2 separate regions of the Ovis aries genome follow, and region 1 is linked to region 2. Evidence: chromatin contacts called from public Hi-C data. All regions are on one chromosome and are shown on one strand. Each heading gives the region's core, a stretch centred on a gene start, on an enhancer-like site or on the middle of the called end of the contact. The rest is flanking DNA. Distances are from core to core; before and after follow the strand shown.

What was found. A called contact is a pair of places that touch in the nucleus more often than the background predicts.
Region 1: a contact with region 2 is called in a Hi-C map of tail adipose tissue, with 4 times the contacts expected there. The contact joins the enhancer-like site here to the promoter of SRP14 in region 2. A contact is called at or near these places in 6 of 16 Hi-C or Micro-C datasets (blood, mixed tissues, omental adipose tissue and 2 more).

What each region holds. Positions count from the first base shown.
Region 1 is chr7:34,043,998-34,048,931 of ARS-UI_Ramb_v3.0, forward strand. It overlaps BUB1B (BUB1 mitotic checkpoint serine/threonine kinase B), which reads left to right. Exons shown (of 24, transcript XM_042252264.1): 21 at 8-150; 22 at 2,679-2,850; 23 at 3,630-3,736. It overlaps LOC105608910 (a long non-coding RNA gene), which reads right to left. Exons shown (of 5, transcript XR_006060351.2): 5 at 3,219-3,887. Among named protein-coding and RNA genes, the nearest start is that of PAK6, 17 kb to the right of the region's middle. Within about 2 kb of position 2,999, at least 3 of the 54 cell types and tissues checked have an H3K27ac peak or open chromatin away from gene starts, as enhancers often do.
Region 2 is chr7:33,903,792-33,909,018 of ARS-UI_Ramb_v3.0, forward strand. It overlaps SRP14 (signal recognition particle 14), which reads right to left and starts at 1,433. Exons shown (of 5, transcript XM_004010441.5): 1 at 1,379-1,433; 2 at 1,158-1,230; 3 at 527-639. The coding sequence starts at 1,402.

The DNA.
Region 1 (4,934 bases), core at 1,749-4,248, 140 kb after region 2:
TTTCCAGGATCTTCTTCAACACAGTGAATTTATTACCCATGAAATGACAGTATTGATTATTTATAACCTTTTGACAATGGTGGAGAAACTACACAGAGCAGAAATAGTCCATGGTGACTTGAGTCCAAGGAGCCTGATTCTTAGAAACAGGTTGGTCCTTTTCATTCTCTTATAATTCTATCAGCTTTGGCTTAAAACATGGGTAGTTTCCATTTTCTCTTGCCTTTTGATAAATACTATATTAAAGAATACTGTATGTTAAGAGGATATTTGCTTCCTAAAAGTCAGTAGTCACTGAGAATAGTTTAAAAGTATTCAAAGGAAAAAAAAACACACACACATTGAGGAAATAATCCAGAAAAAACGATATCACTCTGTTGTGATGATTCCTGTTTAGAGAGATGTAAAAGATAAATACTTGTGGAGTGTGAAGTGGGCTGTCTAGTGTTCCTTTGTGTGGGGCCAGTGCAGTACTAGGTAGATTGCTAGCAAAGCTGAGGCACTGCTCAGTTTCAAAGACCAAAGTTTAAATCATACCAAGCTGAGGTAATTGCTGAGAGGAGTAAGTAAAACCAGAGTGCGAATGCAAACCATGCCAAGAAAAGGGGCTTAGTGTTGAAATCCAGTGTAGCCATCAAGTTCAAGGAAGGAAATTTCAGAGCAGGAAATAAGAGATGAAACCCAGATACTCAGTTAAGAAAATATAGAAAACATTGAGGCATAAACAAGGCAAAAATGGTCAACAATTTTTGTTTTATGGAAAGGACTAGAAGACCAGCACGCCCTTCTAGTGATCATTGATCTCATGATGTTTGAGTAAGCAGTGTAGTTTAAAGATGCTTTTTCTGTCCCAAGCTTGTGACTTGGGTAAGCAGTTAATTTTCTCTTTGAGGTCTTTGGTGAACACTAAAAGCTGGAATCATTCTCTACATTTCTCCTGACTACTTATTCTGTTAGAAGAAACTGAATTAGACTCCAGATCATAGTTGGCATGGAAATTAAATAAAAGAATCTCCAATGTATTCCTGCAATCATAACCAAAAGAACTAGAGCTTCCTACCTTCTTTCCTGAGATGGTGGAGTCTTAAAGGCTTCCCCAAGCATAATACAGCAGCATTTCTCATCCAGAGTACCACAGGTACTTAGTGCGAGTCTGGTCCAAGCATTTCAGGATTTTTATATCTATTCCCCTATAATTACCTCCCACCCAATTAAATACAAGTTACAGTCAACCAGTCATTGTGATCACCAAAAATCTCCCCATATGTTTCTAAATGTGAAAAACCCTGGTACAGTTTTTATTTTGATTCTGTTTCACAGCACTGAAATTTCAGAGGGATAGTACTAGAGTTCACAGGGCTTTTCTCAGGAATTGTAGGCAAAGAGATTTTCTAAGCCTTTTTAGGATTGGGCATTTGTATTCTGTATATTTAGATATCCTCTCAGTCCCCCGAGGACTCTAGAAAACCACATAGTGTTCAAGGGACATTGCCTTTTAATATGTCACAACTTTTCAAATTTGATAGGAAATGTTGTATAGATTCACAAGGAATTGAAAGAGCCTTTTGAAGTCACTTAATGCAGTTTCTACATTGTGTGTGGGTAAAATGAGATCCAAGAAAGTGGAATGTCTTGCCCAGGGTAACAGTGAATGGAAGATTAGAGAGTTAGGAGACCTTTCTGCTTTTCATTATTCTAAGAAACATTTTCCTACCTCTCCCAAGTTTTGAAAATATTTGGGGATTACAGTTTTATGGCCAAAACAAAATTGTAAAGAAAAATGGGAACAGTTGTAAATTTTAAAGTAAAATAGATAAGCTGGTGCTGTGGAGGTATATGTGATAGGATTAATCAAAGCCTCTATTTAGAAATATAGGACCTGCCATTGATATCAATCAGGAACTGAGAAAGCAGAGAAAGAAAAGGAACACATAAAAAATAATCCATGTTTTCCTCATATAAATAATTCCTATATCTCTTTGGAGAACAGCTTTATTACATGGAATAGGTAATTCCAAGGAAAATCAGTAGTGATTTAGTGCTATGAAGTTGTGTGTGTGTGTGTATTTTTTAAGGAAATAAGGGTTGGAATTACAGATAAGTATAAGATAGAGTATGGTATTAGTTTACTGTAAACAGGATAGTTTACAGTATTTTGTAAAGGTGTCACTTTACCAAAAAACAGTCTTATGTTGTTTTTGATTAAATTCAATGAAGGAGTCTGAATGACATTCAGAAAGCCTAATCTATAATAGTAAACAAGAAAGGCTATGCCACCTATAAAAGCTTAATTTCCTCCATCGTAATCCTTGGTAGTGTATGAATTATTGCTATTATATATGTTAATATCTATAGTACAAGGCCCAGGCCTGCATTCTGCTTCTGGTACTTAGTTTATATAATATGAAAACTCGGGAAGTGTTCTGTTGTGACCATGCTCTTTGGCTTCTATAGCTTAGGCCAGTAAACCACTCTTGACATTCCCCAGTTGGGTGGATACAGGCACTTCTCTTACAGGTGCATTTTCACAACTAACCACTTGAGGGAGCTATTGGCATAGCTAAAGCACACCTGCAGTACCTCCTCTTTTTCTTTGCTTTTTTTTTTTTAAAAGACCAGCTATGCAGCTTCTTTCGTGGCCTGTTTTTTTAATCTCCTTCTCTTAAATTTGGGCTTAGAATCCACGATCCCTATGATTTTAATAAGAACAATCAAGCTTTGAAGATAGTGGACTTCTCCTACAGTGTTGACCTTAGGGCACAGCTAGACGTTTTTAACCTCAGTGGCTTTCGGACTGTACAGACCCTGGAAGGACAAAAGATCCTGGCTAACTGTTCTTCTGCCTACCAGGTAAGTGTAAAATAAGCCAGAGCAAATATGGAGAGGGTTTCTTAATCTCTTTCTTACCTAAATAAGCCATGAAAGCTAATGTTTGCTGATACTGTCTCTCCTGAAACAGATGACCTAGTTTTCATATATCACCAAGTCAAGCAAAATGTACCGTTTTTCTGTCACAACACTGAAGAATATACACATACACGTGCAGACACATGACTAACTCAGTAGCCTAAGTGTCAGGGCCGTTTCTACCACTTATCTGTGTTGTATTTTGTAAATCATTTTCTGTGATCCTCTCTGTAAAATAAAGATAATAGTTTGCTATATGTACATTAGAACTCTTGTGAGGAATAAATGAAATAAAGTATATAAAAAGAACATTAGGACAAATGTAAACTGTTTTATATGGTGGCATTATATGCAAAAATCCCTTTTGACTTAGCTCTGGATATATGGCATTTGCTGATTGAATATATAGCATAACCGTGAACTAGTCACGTGCAACACATTTAGATCACAGCTGGAGTCCATGCATATTTAGTAGGTATACAAATTTGCATTTGACAGTCCAGATATTTTTGTTCTTAAGGATAATTCCTAGAGTTGGCTCTGCTGCTCACTTCTTTGGGGAGTTTCTCCCTTCACTGTAAGGATAAGAACAGTCTACTAAAATGTATGTCATAAAATAAACTGAGCTAAGCACTGTAATGCCTGTCAACTTCCTGTATAAATAAACTGGCATCATAGTGGCAGAGAGTGATTTTAGCTGATAGTGCTCTTTGTGATTTCAGGTAGATCTGTTTGGTGTAGCAGATTTAGCGCATTTATTATTGTTCAAGGAGCACCTACAGGTCTTCTGGGATGGGTCCCTCTGGAAACTTAGCCAAAATATTTCTGAGTAAGTATTGCTGATTTCAGGATCTTTGCCTGTCCAAATGATCTTCTCTTTCTCTCCGGTGCTCTCTCAGCTTTGACAGCTTGGTTTCTTAATCCAAATGCCATGATTTCATTAATTTTAACCAGTTTTCATTAGATCTTCAGTGGAGTACCTTGTGTAGGACAAAGGAATTATTAATAAAAAGGGAATCAAACTATTCAGCTTCAGGACATTATTTTGAACCTAGATATATAAATACGACATATAGGTTGACTATGGAAGTCTCTCAGTTTAGACGTCTTAATAGAAACATTTTGTGAGAATAATTTCTAACCAATTGGTGTTAGTCTTATACCCCTTTTTAATTGCTTTTATGAAAAGGTAATAAGCATCTCTTGAAGAGAGTTAAATTTCTAAATTACACAATTTTAGGCTATTATTTATTTAGTGAATGAATAAAACCAAAGCAGAGAATTGAATCTCCTTGGTGAGGAAGTAAATGCTCTCTTAGTAAGAGTTGCTCGGTCTTAGAACCTTAGTATTCCCTCAAGCCTGCTCGTAATACTTGATAAATATCCCATCTTCCATCTTACCTTATCATAGCTGTTAACTTCCCAGAATAAGTATAACAATCTATCACCTACTAATAGATTCTTTAGTTAAAAGAAAAATCAGTATTGATACTTTAATACCACTTTACTTCCATTTTCCCCTCCCAACAATTGAATTGTTGTTTTTCTTTACTCAGAATTGGCCAGTCTTATTTGTCTCTAACATATACTTTCAAAATGGGTTTGAAATATAATTAAGGCATAACATAGGATAGAGTTAGGTATCTCCAGTTGGTTATGGTCCTAGATGAGTCTTACACAAGTGGAAGCAGGTAGGGGCAGGTGGGATTTTCTAACAACCTTGCCTTATACAATAATAGAAGCTTATCTGTTTAAAAAAAATTATTTTTTTAATACAAACATCATAGACTTAAGCAGTAGTTTCTTCAGTCAAGCTTAAGATTCTTCGAAGGTTGTAAAGATAATGAACTACTGGGCAAGGGGAGAGAGGAAGCTGTCATCTTTTTAAATGACCTAGACATTAGGAAAGTTAGAGGAGAGGAGAGAAATTTTGTTTTTCTTCTAGTTGTAGAAGTGCTGCATCTCAGTACATGGAGGAAATTTATAGATTCAAATGAAAGATTTTCTTTCCCTTTAGGTGTGTTCAT
Region 2 (5,227 bases), core at 183-2,682:
TCTTGCTTTCCCATCAACTTCCACTTTGAAAGGGAAAGCTAGAACTCTTACTCAGTGTGCCATATGCTCAGTAGTGTCTGACTCTTTGCAACCCCATGGACTGTAGCATGCCAGGCTACATGCTCAAATTCAAAGCCTGATATAATACATGTTTGGTACCTGAACCACAACGATAAAGGAATAATCAGCTTAAAAGTAAAAAGCATCTGGTACCAAGAAACTGTTCACTGAAGCCCCAGCACAGTAAGGGAATAAGGAATCAAATATGCCAGCTGCTCCTTACAGTACTACTCTGAGTAAGGACCGATATGCTAATATTTTTTTCTAACAAGTGTTTGACTTCTACCACCTTCATTTTAATTTTGCTCTTGGGCTTTCTATTAACAGCTGGGGAACTACACACTAGGCTTCATTTAGTAACTTACAAAAAAAAAAAAAACACAAAACCTGGTACAGATATAACCCATCCTCAGTTAAGTTCAAGTCTTTAAAATTCCAAAACAGGAGTATTAGGAGTCCAACTTACCACAGTGCTGATCTTCTTTTTCCCATCAGTAGCTCTTAACAGACATTTGTTGTCTGAGGGCTCAAAGCCCTCCACAGAACCCTTCCTTGGAATGGGTTTAGTTCGGCCATCATCTGCATGAAAAATACATCCTGCTGAACATAGCCACAGACTTAACAGGTAGACAAAAAGTTAATAAGTCGGGAAGGGATACAAAGAGGATACCTAATCCACCTCCACTGATCTAGTTCTGTTAACCACATTATCTGCTATCACAGATGGCTTGGCCACATCTTGGGAACCTACCTGCTACTCCCAAGATGGGAACACTAATATCAAAGCACATTAAACCTCACTAATCATGGCGCGGCCTGGAATCCTTGACAAGGACAGCCCTGACATGACTGGGGCCCACTGGAACCGGAACTGACTTAGGTGGTTAAGTGCTGGGGGCCGCACCAGCCCCAATCCCTAATACTCTCTGGCCCCTCAGCTCTGAATGGGCCCAGGATAAGGTGGAGGAAGGCAGGGGAAGCAGAGGATGCGCAGCAGAAAGATTCTGCCTGAGGCTCCCAGTCACTGGGCACCCGGGCCGGGGTCTCGCTCCGCCTCCCAGCCCGCTTCCGGCCTTGCCGCGTCCACAGCTGCTTACACTTCTTCAGGGTGATGAACACGCTGCCCGACAACCGGCATTTCTGGAAGAGCCTAGTCAGCTCCGTCAGGAACTGGAACACAACAAGCCCGGCCCCGTTAGGCAACCACAAACCCCCTTCCCGCCTCGTCAAGTCCCTGTCCCTCCAGAAGAAAGAGACAGAGGTCCCGAGCTAAGCCCCAAACACCATCGGTCCCTCAGCCGGCCATCTCTGGCTATACCTGTTCACTCTCCAGCAGCACCATCCCGGCGCTGCTGGCTCCGCTCCGTCAGCACAAGCCCCAAGCCTCTGGAGCCGGAAGTTTCACTCGGCCTGGGCGGGACTTCCGCTATTAGGTTTCTTGTCTCTTTCACACAATCCCTGCTTCCACCGTTTCTCCGCCCCACCTACCTCGCGCCCGCGCTCAGGGACGCCCCCTTCTGTTCCGGGAGAGCGACGACCCCGAATGCCTTTGGAGTGTGTCTGATTTCACAGACAAGCAATCCCCTCATCCAATCAGCGGAAGGGAGTAAGAGCACGGAAGGATTTGATGGAAACCTGTAGTTGTGGATCAGCTGGTAGAGAATCCGCCTACAATGCGTGAGACATGGGTTCGATCCCTGGGTTGGGAAGATCCCATGGCGAAGGAAAAAGCTACCCACTTCAGTTAATTCCATGGGCAAGTCCATGGGGTCGCAAAGAGTCGGACACTACAGAGCAACTTTCACTTTATAGCTGTGTACATTCAGCTGTGTGTTGGGCAAGTTACCTAACAGTTCGGTGCTTCAGTTTCCTCAATGTATACTAATAGTATCCACTTCACAGTGTGGCTTTGAAGAATAAATGAGCTAATATTAAACAAAACAGTGCGCGGCTCATAGAGCCTGCTCAATAAACATTAGCTCTTCACTTCACGACCCAGATAATCATGATGGTGTGATCACTCATCTAGAGCCAGACATCCTGGAATGTGAAGTCAAGTGGGCCATCAGTACGAACAAAGCTAGTGGAGGTGATGGAATTCCAGTTGAGCTATTTCAAATCCTGAGAGATGACACTGTGAAAGTGCTGCTGCACTCAATATGCCAGCAAATTTGGAAAACTCAGCAGAGGCCACAGGACTGGAAAAGGTCAGTTTTCATTCCAATCCCAAAGAAAGGCAATGCCAAAGAATGCTCAAACTACCGCACAATTGTACCCATCTCACATGCTAGTAAAGTAATGCTCAAAATTCTCCAAGCCAGGCTTCAGCAATACTTGAACCGTGAACTTCCTGATGTTCAAGCTGGTTTTAGAAAAGGCAGAGGAACCAGAGATCAAATTGCCAACATCCGCTGGATCATGGAAAAGCAAGAGAGTTCCAGAAAAACATCTATTTATGCTTTATTGACTATGCCAAAGCCTTTGACTGTGTGGATCACAAGAAACTGTGGAAAATTCTGAAAGATATGGGAATACCAGACCACCTGACCGGCCTCTTGAGAAATCTGTATGCAGGTCAGGAAGCAACAGTTAGAACTGGACATGGAACAACAGACTGGTTCCAAATAGGAAAAGGAGTACGTCAAGGCTGTATATTTTCACCCTGCTTATTTAACTTCTATGCAGAGTACATCATGAGAAACGCTGGACTGGAAGAAATACAAGCTGGAATCAAGATTGCTGGGAGAAATATCAATAACCTCAGATATGCAGATGACACCACCCTTATGGCAGAAAGTGAAGAGAAACTAAAAAGCCTCTTGATGAAAGTGAAAGAGAAGAGTGAAAAAGTTGGCTTAAAGCTCAACATTCAGAAAACGAAGATCATGGCATCTGGTCCCATCACTTCATGGGAAATAGATGGGGAAACAGTGGAAACAGTGTCAGAATTTATTTTGGGGGGCTCCAGAATCACTGCAGATGTTGATTGCAGCCATGAAATTAAAAGATGCTTACTCCTTGGAAGAAAAGTTATGACCAACCTAAATAGCATATTCAAAAGCAGAGACATTACTTTGCTGACTAAGGTCCATCTAGTCAAGGCCATGGTTTTCCCTGTGGTCATGTATGGATGTGAGAGTTGGACTGTGAAGAAGGCTGAGCGCCGAAGAATTGATGCTTTTGAACTGTGGTGTTGAAGAAGACTCTTGATTGAGAGTCCCTTGGACTGCAAGGAGATCCAACCAGTCCATTCTGAAGGAGATCAGCCCTGGGATTTCTTTGGAAGGAATGATGCTAAAGCTGAAACTCCAGTACTTTGGCCACCTCATGCGAAGAGTTGACTCTTTGGAAAAGACTCTGATGCTGGGAGGGATTGGGGGCAGGAGGAGAAGGGGACGACAGGATGAGATGGCTGGATGGCGTCACTGACTTGACGGACGTGAGTCTGAGTGAACTCCAGGAGTTGGTGATGGACAGGGAGGCCTGGCATGCTGCAGTTCATGAGGTCGCAAAGAGTTGGACACAACTGAGCGACTGAACTGAACTTGTCGTTTTTATCATTGCCATTGTATTACGTTCCCAAGGGGGTCCTCTGAACTATTCCTCTTCTCTGACCAGGCTCGGTGGCCCCAGCTCTAAGGCCTTGATACAGTCAAGTATGAAATCATGCAGTGGGTTTTCACTGAGGGTCTCTTAGCCTGTGCCAGGCACTATGGTTGGAGTTGGAGCTACTGCAGGATAAAAGACAAATTCCTGGTTTCCCGAAAATTGGGTTAAAGGAGAAGGAAGGAAATAAATAATAAAGAAGAAGTATAGCTTCAGATAATGACGGCTGTGAAGACAACTAAACAGGATGATTCAGGTTGGTGTCAGGGAAATCTCTCTGAGGAGAACTTTGAGCTTAAAACTAAAGGGACCAGCCATTCAAAAATCTAGGAATAGAGTGTTTCAGACACAGAGAATGGCTAGAGCAAAGACCCCAAAGGGGAAACAAGTTGCCATGTGTTCATAAGGCTTGGGGTGTGGGGGTGGAGTGGATGTGGAAGGAGGGGTGAAGGAATATGGAAAACTGGGAGAGGTAGCCACTGACCAACTCATATAGGACTCATATAGGACCTGTGGTTACGACAAATTTGGATTTTATTCCAAATACAAAGAAAAGCTTCTTGTTAAGGAAGTTTTAAACAGAACAATGATAATTTATTTTACATTTTTTAAAGATCTTTGGTCTGTGGTGTAGAGAAGCTACTGTGGAGACAAGGCAGGAAATAGGGAGACCAATTAGACAGTTGCATTAGCTTCCTATTGCTGCATAACAAATCTGCACAAACTTAGTGTTTTACAGGTCTGGAGGTCAGAAGTCTAAAATCAATGTGTCTGCAGGGCTACTTCTCATCTGGAAGCTTCAGAGGAAAAATCTGTTTCCTTGCCCTTCTAGAAGCCACTTGCATTCCTTGGCCCATGGCATCCCTTCCTCACCTCATTATAACCCCTTGTTTCCATTGCCACGTCTCCTACTACTGACTTTGATCCTTTTGCCTCCCTTTTATAAAGACCCTGTGGTTATATTAGGCCATCCTAGATAATCCAGGGTAATCTCCCCATGTCAAGAGATCTTTAATTTAATCACAAAAGTCCTTTAAACATGTAACATAACATATTCACAAGTTCAGGTATTGGGACATAAATAACTTGGGGGAGATATGGGGGTGACCCCAGAGGTTATTACAAAACTCTAGGTGCTTGCAACATTTGCAATCAGATTAGTGTATGCTTCAAAAGTAGAGTCAATAGGACTCATACACAATTGGCTGTGAACATTAAGAAGAAAAGAGGAATCATGGATGACTTATAGGCTTTCGATTTGAGCAAATGGGTGATGGTGATGCCATTTACTAAGACAGGAAAAACGTGAGAGGTAAAAGTTTTGTGAGAAGAAGAAAGGGGTTATTTTGGTCTTGTAATATCTGAGATTCCTATTACATATCCAAGTGGAACTATTAAGTAAGCAGCTACATACACAAGTTTGGAGTTCAGTGAAAAGGTAAAAGTTATAACTGAAACTGGGAAGGCATCTTCATAGGCCCATGGTACTAGAACAGTTTGGTGAAAACCCTCCTATGAAGCTGTCAGCACGAGACCACTCTGCAATGACTAGCACTATAAA